Regions from separate parts of the Ovis aries genome. Here region 1 is linked to region 2. The links are chromatin contacts, called in public Hi-C maps. All regions are on one chromosome and are shown on one strand. Each heading gives the region's core, a stretch centred on a gene start, on an enhancer-like site or on the middle of the called end of the contact. The rest is flanking DNA. Distances are from core to core; before and after follow the strand shown. Region 1 overlaps PRKRIP1 (PRKR interacting protein 1). Region 2 holds the start of ALKBH4 (alkB homolog 4, lysine demethylase).

Region 1 (6,115 bases), core at 2,442-4,941, 51 kb after region 2:
AGCAAAGAGTCGCCATCCAGTAGAGGACCCTGACGAGCTCTGCCTGAGGAGGGCATCAGGGGCAGCATCAACGGTGACAAGTCCTCCTGATAAGCATCCAGCCCTGACGTGAGAATGGAACCTTATCTCTGTGGTCTTCTTCCTCCAAATAACTAACTCATGAGAAAAACGTCAGACAAATCCCAACTGAGGGACATTCTATGGAACACCCGACCCTTGAAACTCTCAAGGTCATCAAAACAAAGTCTGGGGAACTGTCATCACACAGGAGCCGAAGGCTACGTGATGATTAAATGTAATGTGACACCCTGCATGGGATCCTGGAACAAGAAAAAGGCACCAGGTAAAAAGTAAGGCAACAGAGTATGGGCTTCAGCTGCTACGCGCATCAAGACCGGTTCGTGAGCTGTGATGGATGAGCCACGTTAACTTAAGATCTTAACAACAGGGGAAACTGGGCACATGGGAATTCTTGGTACTATACTACCTTCGGAGTGTTTCTGTAAATCTAAAATCATTCTAAAACCAAGATTATTATTATTATTTTTAAAAGACACTGCCTACCCTCAGGGAACCGAGACTGCGACTGAATAAACACACTATGTGATTTAGCAGATTCCGTAACCAAACCCTGCGGGAGCAAAGTGGGAGACGGGTGGGGAGGAACAGTGGGAAAGGTCTTACAAGGAGAGAAAGGTGCAAGATGAGCAGAAGCTTTCTGGGCAGACGGGGAGTTGGGAGCATGAGAAAGAGAGCACAGAGACCTGCGCAGGAGCAGAGGTGGGAGGACGGTGACAGAAGTTCGGTGAGCAGAGGACACGTGGAAGGGAGCCAAGGTCAGAGAACAAGGGTGGGGAGACGGGAAAGGGTGGGCATGTAGGGCTGCTGGCTAGGGTTCAAGCAGTCACCTCGGGGGTCAGCGCAAGGCCAGTGGGGAGACACTGTGTGGGATTAGCTGCGCGCTCTGTGGGCGCCCATTACTGCTTGGTCCCTCAGGCCCCTCAACTGTAAAATGGGGATAGCCGTAGGGCTGCTGTGAGGATTTTGTTACTACCTCAGAGCACTTAGAACTGGGGCTACATAGTAAATGTTCAATAAATGCTAAGGACTGTTACAAGTAAGAGTGAGGCCACTCAGTCCTGTCCGACTCTTTGTGACCCCATGGACTGGGGCCTGCCAGGCTCCTCCATCCGTGGGATTTTCCAGGCAAGAGTACTGCAGTGGGTTGCCATTTCCTTCTCCAGGGAATCTTCCCAGACCAGGGACTGAACCCAGGTCTCTGGCTTTGCAGGCGGACCCTGTACTGTCTGAGCCATCAGGGAACTGCAGGAGAACAAATGGCACTCCAGCCTGCTCTGGAGAGAGCTCTGGAGGCTGTTCAGGGTGGGTGGGAAGAGCATGGAGGCTGCTACCCGTCCTGCCAGAACTGGATCCATAGTTTTGTACGTTTTTTTAAAAATATGGTAAAATGCACACCATTGCACATCGCTGATGGCTGTAGAAACTGGTACTACTTCTTTGGAAAGAAACTGGCAATACATTTCAAGAGCCAAAAACTCTCTTTATATTCTGTGATCTAATAATTGCCACTGCTGGAATTTTACCCAGAAAGGGGGAAGGGAGACAGGTCCATAAATTCACTAAAATATCTTCTAAAGAAGAGAAAAACTGGAATCAGTCTAAAGTCTAACAAAGGGAAAGAGTTAGGTATATCATGGCATGTCAATTGCTGGATATGATCAGTCACTGAAAAGGTTGTGAAGGACCAGAAGTGCTTATAATGTTAAATAACAGTAAGCAAGTGGAAACACGTTCATACACTACAATTATAACTACATACAGATGATATGTTCACATGGTGAGATTAAACAAAATGGACAGGGACGTCCCTGGTGGTCCAGTGGCTGGGAGTCCGCCTTGCCATGCGGGGGACGCGGGTCTCATCCTTCGTTAGGGAACGAAGATCCCACACACCTCAGGGCAACTAAGCACCAGCAGCGCAAGTGCTGAACCTGCGCTGCCATGAAGGATCCCGCATGTCGCAACTAAGACCCAACAAGTCAAATAAACAAACAAAAGAGAAGAAGATGGACAGAAAGAAAGGTGATCTATTAGGATGATGATACTTGACCTTTTCCCACTACTCTTACACTACTGTTTACAGACTGTTTTAAAATCTAGGTATCTGAGATTTTATTCACAAGACTGTAAGAATACTAGGTAAAATGCCACTGAGTGTTATTGAAGCTGATGTTAACTTTAATAAAAACAAAACAAACAAAAACCCAAGACAATAGATGAATGAACAGACTGGAAAAAAAAAAATCCTTCCCTGCACAATGGAATTATAAGAACATGGGAAAATATTTGTGATACAATGTTATATGATAAAAGGACAACTATAAATATGATATTATGTAAATAAGTTTATATGATAAATATTAAAATTTAAATAAACATCATGAGAATGTTAAAGTGATTTTTTAAAGTAAGAATTACGGATAATTTTTTATTTTTAACTTTTTTCCTTTCCTGTATTCTAAACACTTCTGAAATGATCCTGTATTACCTTTACTCTCAGAAGACACAAAGGATACGCATGGTTTCCCAATATAGAGAGTACGTGGCACTCAAACAGTTCGATCCAAAACAAACTGAGCGTCTTCCCAACACCAGATACCAGCTGAAACAGGAGTTGTATTAACTTGAGACGCTTCTGTCCCTCTCCCCCATGAGGAAAACACTCAGCAAAGGTCTGGAGACATTTCTTTTTGTCAATGACGGAAAGGAGGGTGGGTGCTGCTGGCATCTAGGGGGTAGAAGCCAAGATGCTCTTAAATATCCTACAGTGAACAGGATATCGTTCCTCACAACAAAGAGCCATCTGGCCCAGAGTGTCCACGGTGCTGAGGCTGATAAACTGCTCCTCCCACCCCAGTTTTGAAATAATCACAACAGGTTCGGTGAACATCCGTCTCTCAATAATGTTAAAGAAATAGAAAAAAAATTTTTTTCCTTTTGCAGAGAAGTCTGTTAACTTTCATTTATAATGTATAGTAGTATTATCTTTATCATGTTGTATATTACATCCTCAGTACTTATTCACTGTGTAACCAGAAGTTTGTTCCTTTTGACTACCTTCATCTAATTCCCCTTTCTCCTGACCTCTGCAGCCACAAATCGGATCTCTTTTCCTAGGAATGTTTTCGAAGTATCAGTACTATATTAGTTCCTGGTATACAACATAGTGATTCACTATTTCTGTATGTTTCAAAATGATCACCACGATAAGTCCAGCTGTCATCTGACACCATACAAAGATATTAACGTTACTGATGATACTCCCCACACTACACATTTCACAGCTGTGCCTCATTTATTTTGTAAGTGAAAGTCTATACCACTTTATCTCCCTCACCTGCTTCTCCCCGACTCCAACCCTGGAGAAAACGCCCTGGATGTACTTAGCAACACATCATCTTAAGGTGTCTCTGGTAGGTGAGCCAGGGTCACAATTAACACTGGTGTTAGAATATACTGTTTGAGGATTCAAGGCTTTAATAATCCAGACTGGCTTAACGCCATCCTGTGGTATCATTCTGACAAGTCTCACTTCACTGAACTGCTGGACCGGCACAGACAACAAGCCGGGATATTTTCCTCCCAGCAACAGAACCGGAACTCCTAGCCAGCTGCCCGTCACCACTGATTGGAGAGGAGCCAAGAAGCTCAAGCGCTTTAGCTCCAAGTCCATCCAGAACCCAGAGGCGCACTGAAGCCACCTTGTGGCGGAACTGAGTATCACCACATTAGATTTATTAATTCCAACCACCTCGAAATCCTTTCCTGCTCACAAAATGGAAAACAAGCAAGGAACTGAGAGGTGCAGGAAAGGCACACAACCGCCTTTAGGAAGTTATCCCCAGAACACTCCGCCCTGCTCGTTCGGTGAGAAGCATATACAGCCGTGCATTTTTACTCATCGTTTCAAAAATATGTACAGGTGTGAACTGCACAGGAAGAGCGGGGCTCACGTATTGTAACAGTGAGTTTCAAGCCTGACTGCGGCCCACAGCCTACCTGGAAGCCGAAAGAAAATTTCACTAAATAGTTACTCCAGGAGATGAGGCTTTCTGATGTTTCCTAGTCTGTCTTATGCATGTTTGGAAAAAAAAAAAAAATCTGTAACTTCTAAGCTAACTTCATGCCCCAGTAAGTAAAGGATCACAGTCCTCAGTCTGAAAAAACACTGCACCACTACAATGCGACGTGGGTGAAGACATTTATCCTTCTGATAGAACGGGAGCTCAGGACAGGGGGAGACCCAGGGCCATTTTAATCAGGGCAGACACCCTGTGTGCAATCCATCCTCTCTTAGACTCTTAGCCTCGGGCAAATGAAAGAAAAGGGACTGGAAACTGCGTGGTGAGAGAGCGGCGAGAAAGGAGGTTAAGAAATCTCGGCTCTGGGATACTGCCACCTCTCTCCAATTCTGTAACTGATTACTAAAAAGTTACTGATTCCGCAGACCCATCACAGGTTCAATAAATACAAACTCAGAGCAAAGTAACCTCCGTTTCTTGTTCCAAAAGGGTTCTTGGATTTACAGGGGAGGGAACTCCTCCCCACCACACCCCAAAGATGCTATCTTCATTACAGCAAGGCGTGTGGCAAAGATACCAAGTTGCAGAATTTCAGATCTAGAAAGAGCTTATCATTTTACATTTTAAGGGGGGAAAAAAAATCTGCTCAAAGAGATGCTTGAGGTCAAGGTGAGCCAGAGAGCACTGAGCTAAGACCCTATGGATTCCATGCTTACTCCATGACCTCGAGTGACCTCTCAGTTTTCTATCTCACTTCTGTGGGTCAGATTTAAGAAGAGGGAATCTGGCTGATTCTTGGCTGGAGAATAACTCCACCCAGGGTTTCAGTGAACAGGTCCATGCCAGCCTAGATGGAGCTCCCTGGCCCAGTCTGGCTGGCTCAGCATTTTTACCAATGACAGAAAGGGGTCACGTTTATGAAACCTGCCCATCACAACATCAGAAAGACATAGTAACGTGCCGAATCCCAGAATCAGAATTCAAAAGGACTGTGGAGACCTGAACCAACAGAGCCAGTAACACCAAGCTGAAACGTGCAAAAGCTAAATGTCAAGTCCTGTAAGTGGATTCAAAAACAAGTAAGCCAGAAAGAAAAACACCAATACAGTATACTAACACATATATGGAATTTAGAAAGATGGCAATGATGACCCTGTATACAAGACAGCAAAAAAGACACAGATGTGTATAGTGGACTTTTGGACTCAGAGGGAGAGGGAGAGGGTGGGATGATTTGGGAGAATGGCATTGAAACATGTATACTATCATGTAAGAATCGAATCGCCAGTCTATGTCCGATGCAGGATACAGCATGCTTGGGGCTGGTGCACAGGGATGACCCAGAGGGATGTTGTGGGGAGGGAGGTGGGAGGGGGGTTCATGTTTGGGAATGCATGTACACCTGTGGTGGATTCATGTCAATGTATGGCAAAACCAATACAGTATTGTAAAGTAAAATAAAGTGAAAAAAAAAACAAAACCAAATAGGGCTTCCCTGGTGGTCTAGCGGTTAAGAGTCCGCCCTGCCTGCAGGGGACACTGGTTAGATCCCTGGGCCAGGAAGACAACACAAGCTGCAGAGCAACTAAGCTCACACACCACAACTCCTGAGCCTGTGCTCCGGAGCCTGCAGCCGCAGCTACTGAGCCCGCCCACCATAAGAGAAACCACCACGGTGAGAAGCCTGTGCACCGCAACTGGAGGTCTGTCCCCATTGACTGCAACTTGAGAAAGCTCATGCACAGCAACGAAGACCCAGCACAACCAAAAAAGAAAAAACCACACTCCCAAAACAAGTGGAGGGTGGGTTCCAGGTAACGCAGAGGAAGCCCATTTGACTGTTTCTCCACTGAACACTGCGTGTAGCACCAGGACAGAATGCATGGACTCTGAAAGGTAAGCAGCATGGGAGAAGAGACCGGAATACAAAGTGCCACTGGAACAATACCGCATTTCCTGTTTCTTCCTTTCTTCTCTCCAGTATCCCTCGGCCTGGACTCGGGGCGACCCAA
Region 2 (5,414 bases), core at 1,394-3,893:
TTCTGGGGCGAGAGGCTGAGTGGGGTGTCACCTGGCCGCCTCAAGGCCACAGGCCTCGCCTGTGGAGGAGGGGGTGGGCCAGGCTGAGGCGTCGTGACCAGGCGCCCATCTGCCCAGGGCTTGCCTCCTCCCTCTCACAGACGCAACTTCACCCTCCTGGGGTATGGGAGGCAAGGGGTACCAGGGTCAGAGGGAACCCACTCTAGCACAGGAGACCATCTCCTGGGCATATCTCAAGGTCCCCTGCTTCCCTAATGCCTCTTGAGGCAGGAAGGGCCAAGGCAGGCCCAAGGAGCCTGGGAGCCCCACGGAACCACTCACCCTGGGCTCCTGGGTAGCTGTGGCTTTGTGGGGCCCCTCTGGCATGTCTGCCTCACGCGCGTGGGTTCCACCAGAGGCCACCAACTCCTCAGAGATCATCCGCACCTGGGTGGGAGCAGGCCGTCAGGAAGCCGGGCACGGTCCCGGGGCCTCCAGCCCCTCCCAGACAGCCAGTCAGAGCTGGGGAAGGGTCTTTCCAGCCCCCAGGGCCACCTTCCCTGACCTGCCCTACTCCCCACTCACCCTGGGCTCCTGGGTAGCTGTGGCTTTGTGGGGCCCCTCTGGCATGTCTGCCTCACGCGCGTGGGTTCCACCAGAGGCCACCAACTCCTCAGAGATCATCCGCACCTGGGTGGGAGCAGGCCGTCAGGAAGCCGGGCACGGTCCCGGGGCCTCCAGCCCCTCCCAGACAGCCAGTCAGAGCTGGGGAAGGGTCTTTCCAGCCCCCAGGGCCACCTTCCCTGACCTGCCCTACTCCCCACGTCCTCTCGTGGCCAGCGACCTCCAGGGCGGCTCGGGCTGTGGAAGCCAGGGAGGAAGCAGCTGGGAGGGCATACCCGCCACTGGGTGAATTCGCTGAGCGACACGGGCCCGTAGCGGACATTCCTGACAGCTGACTTCACAAAGTTGGCCTGGGCCTTTGCCTGCTCCTCTGGGCTCAGTGCAGCCATGAACTTCCTCCAGTGAGTTGCGACCTGGTACAAGAGGGACCAGGTTCAGGCTCAGGCCAGCCCAGCTCTCCTGGACCTTCTGTGGCGCCTGTCTCTAGAGATCAGAGGCGTCGCTCTCATCGCCTCCGGGAAGCCTCCAGGAACCACAGTCTTCTCGGCTGCATGCTGCACAAACCCAAGCGAGCCATAGGGAGAAACAGTCCCTGAAGGGAAAAGCTGGCCCAGTGTAGTGTCACCATGAAAACGTCTCAACGTCCCCTGCCTGCACAAGAACAAGAGGCCAAGCTCAGAGCCCTGGGTCAGGGTAGGGTCTCAGGGCCGCTGTAGCCCCTCTCGGAGTTCTCCAAATACCCCATTCTGTCACTCACTCCTCAAGGCTCCCGAGCACCAAGGACTCCTCCCGGTTCCTCACCCTGGTGGTCAGCTCCCGATTCAGGTTCTCTGCCTTAGAGCGAGTGGTGGAAACATCCTTGCCGTTGAACTTACGGAGCTCGGGCAGGAGGAAGGTGATTTTCAGGCTGTCACTGACCTGGAGGATGAGGGAAGAGCGGCTCAGGGTTGCACCCAGTCTGTGGCTAAGCCCCAGCCCATCGAGTGCCTGGGGTTGCTGCGGGCACCCACTTACTGTCAGGAAGGGGTTGCCCTCCAGGCTGAGCTCCTCCAGCTGCGGGAACTGGCAGAGGGGGGTGACGTCGCTCAGCTGGTTGTTGGCACAATGGAGGACATGCAAGTGGGGCAGACCCAGGTCAGCAGGCAGCGTTTCCAGTTGGTTGTCGGAGAGGTCCAGCTCTTGCAGCTGCTTCAAGCGACCCAGGAGATTGAGGTCCAAGTCCTCCGAGAGCAGATTCAGCCCTGACAGGCTGGGGAGAGGCGCAGACAGGACCAGCTCATGGGGCAGGCCCACCGACTTGCCACCCCACACCCATGTCAGCCCAGGCACCTCAGATGGCTTTTCTCTTGATATTTCTTGTTGTCTGTGCAGCTGATCCCCAACATCGCCTCCATTTATAACTACTTTAGAACTTGAGGCAGCTGGCTATCTATCTCCAAGAGGCTTTTTCCTGATCCTCTGGGGGGGGCTCTCTGAGCTCCCCTGTAACTCTCTCAACAGGTTGCTCCATATTCTTTCTACAAGACTGTTTCCCTAGCAGCCCAGGCCCTCTTCTGGGGCAACGCTGCCCCAGAACCACCACCCCCACAGCCCCGACCCATCTCATAACGAGAGGACGGCGTTTCGCCCGAGTGTTTAAAGGCTCGGGGTGATAACGGGGCCGCGAAGGGAGAGAGAAAGGATCCCAGGCTTTTTTCTGATTGCCCACCGACCCAGGCCCCGGTGGCGGACAGTGTGGCCCCGGCCCTTACTCCAAGCTCCGGATCTTCCCCAGCCGGTCGCTCTTGGGTCGCCCCCGTTGGAACAGCAGCCGCGTCGAGAGGGGGGCCATGGCGAGGAGGCGCGGTCCGCGTGTGCCCGGGCCGCAGCACGGGAATCCGACGCTGGCGCCAGCGATTGCCTCAGCCCAGGAGGTGGCGCCGCGCGAATCCGTCCGCGGCGGCGACCACCGGAAGGAAGCGTGCCCACGAAGCTCGCGCCCCGCGCGCGGACTACCACTCCCAGCGGCCCCCGCGGCCCCGCACCTGCGCCCTGGCCGCCGGGACGCTGCTATGGCGGCTGCGGCGGTGGCGCCTCCCGAGGTTCTCCGGGAATGCGGCTGCAAGGGCATCAGGACCTGTCTGATCTGCGAGCGGCAGCGCGGAGGTGACCCGCCCTGGCAGCACCCCTCGCAGGTGAGGGGTGGGAGAGGGGCCGCGCCCACAACTCCATTCTTCGTGTGGGGAAACAGGCCTTGAAGACAGGTTCCGGATCAGACCGTGTCAGCGGCCCTGAAGATGGGGGCGTTGGGAGGTGAAGAGGTGAGGGATTTGAGGCGTGGGCTTGGAGTGGAGAAGGGGCTGGGACGTCGGTGCAGTCCGGCCGCGGTTCACCTATGGAACTTGGGGGTAGTCTGATAGCAGACGTGGCCGCTGCCCCTCCGCCCGGGTCGGGCTGGGAACCTCACCTGCCCGTGGGAAGACGACAGGACGAGAGCAGAGGGTGCTGAAACTCGGGGCAAAGGGTCCCAGGAGGCACTGGACGGAAATGAGATTCCTTAATCCTACGAATTAACAAAGAAGGACTCAGAGCCTTTGCGCAGAGCGAGGGCCTTCAGGCTGGGGAACTGTTTGGGCCGAGGCCTGGGGAAGGTGGGTGACGCGTCAGGTGAGGGAGATGAGGCCGGTGGGGCCTGACCACGGAAGGCAGGCTGGGCTCCTCTTGAGGGCCGTGGTGAGCTCGTGAGGGTTTTAAAGTTAAAATCACATATGAACTTTATAAAGTACCTCTGAGGGGAAGGAGTGGATAAGAAGAAAGGGGGCTGGGAAGCCAGTAAAGAAACCGTCACGGTGTCCCTGATAGAAGCTCAGAAGGGGGCTGTTTTTGTCCGTGAAAAACAGTGGCAGTTCCTCAGAAAATTCAATGTAGAGCTGCCATATGACCCAGCAATCCCACTTCTGGATATGGACCCAAAAGAATTGAAAGCAGGGTCTTGAAGAGATATCTGTACACCCATGTTCACTGCAGAGTTACGCAGAAGAGTTAAAAGGTAGAAGCAACCCAGGTATCCATGGACAGATGAAAGGATGAGCAAAATGTGGCCGGTCCATACAAAGGACTATTATTCAGTCCGAAAAGGAAGAAAGGAAAGTCCGGCACGTGCTACAACACGGATGAACCTCAAAACGTTATGCTGAGTGGAATAAGGCAGTCACAAGGCGTACTGTATGATTCCACTCAGGTAGAGCATCTAAGGTAGTCAGAGTCAAGGAGAGTGGTGGGTGTGCAGGAGAGAGGGGATGTGTCGATTGATGGATAGACTTTAAAAAAAAAAATTGTATCTGAGTATAGCTGATTTACAATGTTGTGATGGTTTCAGGTGGACTGAGAACGGACTCAGCTATACATATACGTGTGTCCCTTCTCCCCCAAACTCCCCTCCGATCCAGGCTGCCACATAACATTGAGCAGAGTTCCCTGTGCTGTACAGGAGGACCTCATTGGCTTTAAATGTAGCAGTGTGTACATGTCCATCCCAAACTCCCTAACTATCCCTCTACCCCTTCCTTACCCCCTACCCCCCAGCCCCAGCAACCGCAAGTTCGTTCTCTAAGTTAACAGGTAGACTTCTGCTAGATGAGAAAGTTCTGGAAATTGGTTGCACGACAGTGTGACATACTCAGCACTGAACTGCGCACTTAAAATATGGTTGAGGATCAGTCTTACGTATAAAATATATGTGGTTGTATATATTTCACCACAATTACTTTCTTAAAATTTTCAGACCTCGCCAGAGGTTTGGACTGGGCTCATGGCCGAGGGTGTGGAGGTTCTGGGCACTGCAGCGGGTAGCATCTTCCCAACCTGATGCCTGAGGAACAAGTGAAATGTACAGGAGGAGTCCTTACTGTCTGTCTGTCCCACGTGAGGTGCCAGGAGGGAGACGTGGTGGTTCAGAGTCAGGGGTGCTGGCAACGCTTCTAGAACATACACGGGGAGGAGGCAGGGGGCACTGGGCAGGGAGCACCTCCGACTGCTACGCAGATCTGAGGAAGTCTTGGCTCACCCAACCGGAAGCTCCAGAGCAAAGACTGCCTGGTAATTGGCCAGGCTTGTGCCGGGTCACTGGCTGGAGGCCCTGCCACAGGAGGTTGTCAGTCTGGTACTCCTCTAGGTGACTGGCAAGTTCTGCTCTTCTTTTTAAATTCTATTTGTTTATTTTATTTTTGGCTCTCTTGAGTCTTCACTACTGTGTGGGCTTTCCTCAAGTTGGGGCGAGCAGGGTCTCCTCTCTAGTTGCAGTGCACGGGCTTCTCGTTGCCGTGGCTTCTCTTGCTGCGGAGCACGGGCTCTAGGGTGTGCAGGCTTCGCTAGTTTCCACTCCCAGGCTCTAGACCACGGGCTGGGTAGATGTGGCGTACCGGCTTAGCTGCCCCACTGTGAGTGGGATCTTCTGGGATCAGTGATTGAACTCATGTCTCCTGCCTTAGCAGGTGGCTTCTTTACCACTGAGCCACCTGGGAAGCCCTCTATCCTTTTTCGATGAGAAATTCAGGGAGTGCCCATGGCTGTCACCGTGTCGGGGAGGCCCCAGCAACACCCCCACTGTGGCTGGAAAGAGCTGCTCCCTCTGGCTTCCCAGCGTGTGAACTCACCCCCTGGGCAGCTCAAGGCCTCAGCTTTAGGGGAGCAGATTTCTCCAGCTCCCCGTCAGGGCTGTCTGCCTCCACACAGGCCTCACTAGCCTGGGGGGCACAGATAGTGCCCACAGCAGCACAGCAACAGTGTGGCCTTGGAGGCTGCTCCCCAGCTGTGCAGCCTTGGGCTAGTTC

What was found. A called contact is a pair of places that touch in the nucleus more often than the background predicts.
Region 1: a Hi-C map of tail adipose tissue shows a contact between it and region 2, with 4 times the contacts expected there. The contact joins the enhancer-like site here to the promoter of ALKBH4 in region 2. A contact is called at or near these places in 6 of 16 Hi-C or Micro-C datasets (blood, hypothalamus, liver and 1 more).

The regions. Positions count from the first base shown.
Region 1 is chr24:35,069,685-35,075,799 of ARS-UI_Ramb_v3.0, forward strand. It overlaps PRKRIP1 (PRKR interacting protein 1), which reads right to left. Exons shown (of 6, transcript XR_009598299.1): 5 at 1-6,115. It overlaps LOC121817827 (a long non-coding RNA gene), which reads left to right. Exons shown (of 2, transcript XR_006057878.2): 2 at 1-2,462. Among named protein-coding and RNA genes, the nearest start is that of PRKRIP1, 16 kb to the right of the region's middle. Within about 2 kb of position 3,692, at least 3 of the 54 cell types and tissues checked have an H3K27ac peak or open chromatin away from gene starts, as enhancers often do. A contact at or near this core is called in tail adipose tissue, where this site is marked.
Region 2 is chr24:35,019,853-35,025,266 of ARS-UI_Ramb_v3.0, forward strand. It overlaps ALKBH4 (alkB homolog 4, lysine demethylase), which reads left to right and starts at 2,644. Exons shown (of 3, transcript XM_027961218.2): 1 at 2,644-2,903. The coding sequence starts at 2,880. It overlaps LRWD1 (leucine rich repeats and WD repeat domain containing 1), which reads right to left and starts at 2,534. Exons shown (of 15, transcript XM_042240030.1): 1 at 2,355-2,534; 2 at 1,618-1,852; 3 at 1,405-1,521; 4 at 879-1,016; 5 at 565-669; 6 at 322-426. The coding sequence starts at 2,434.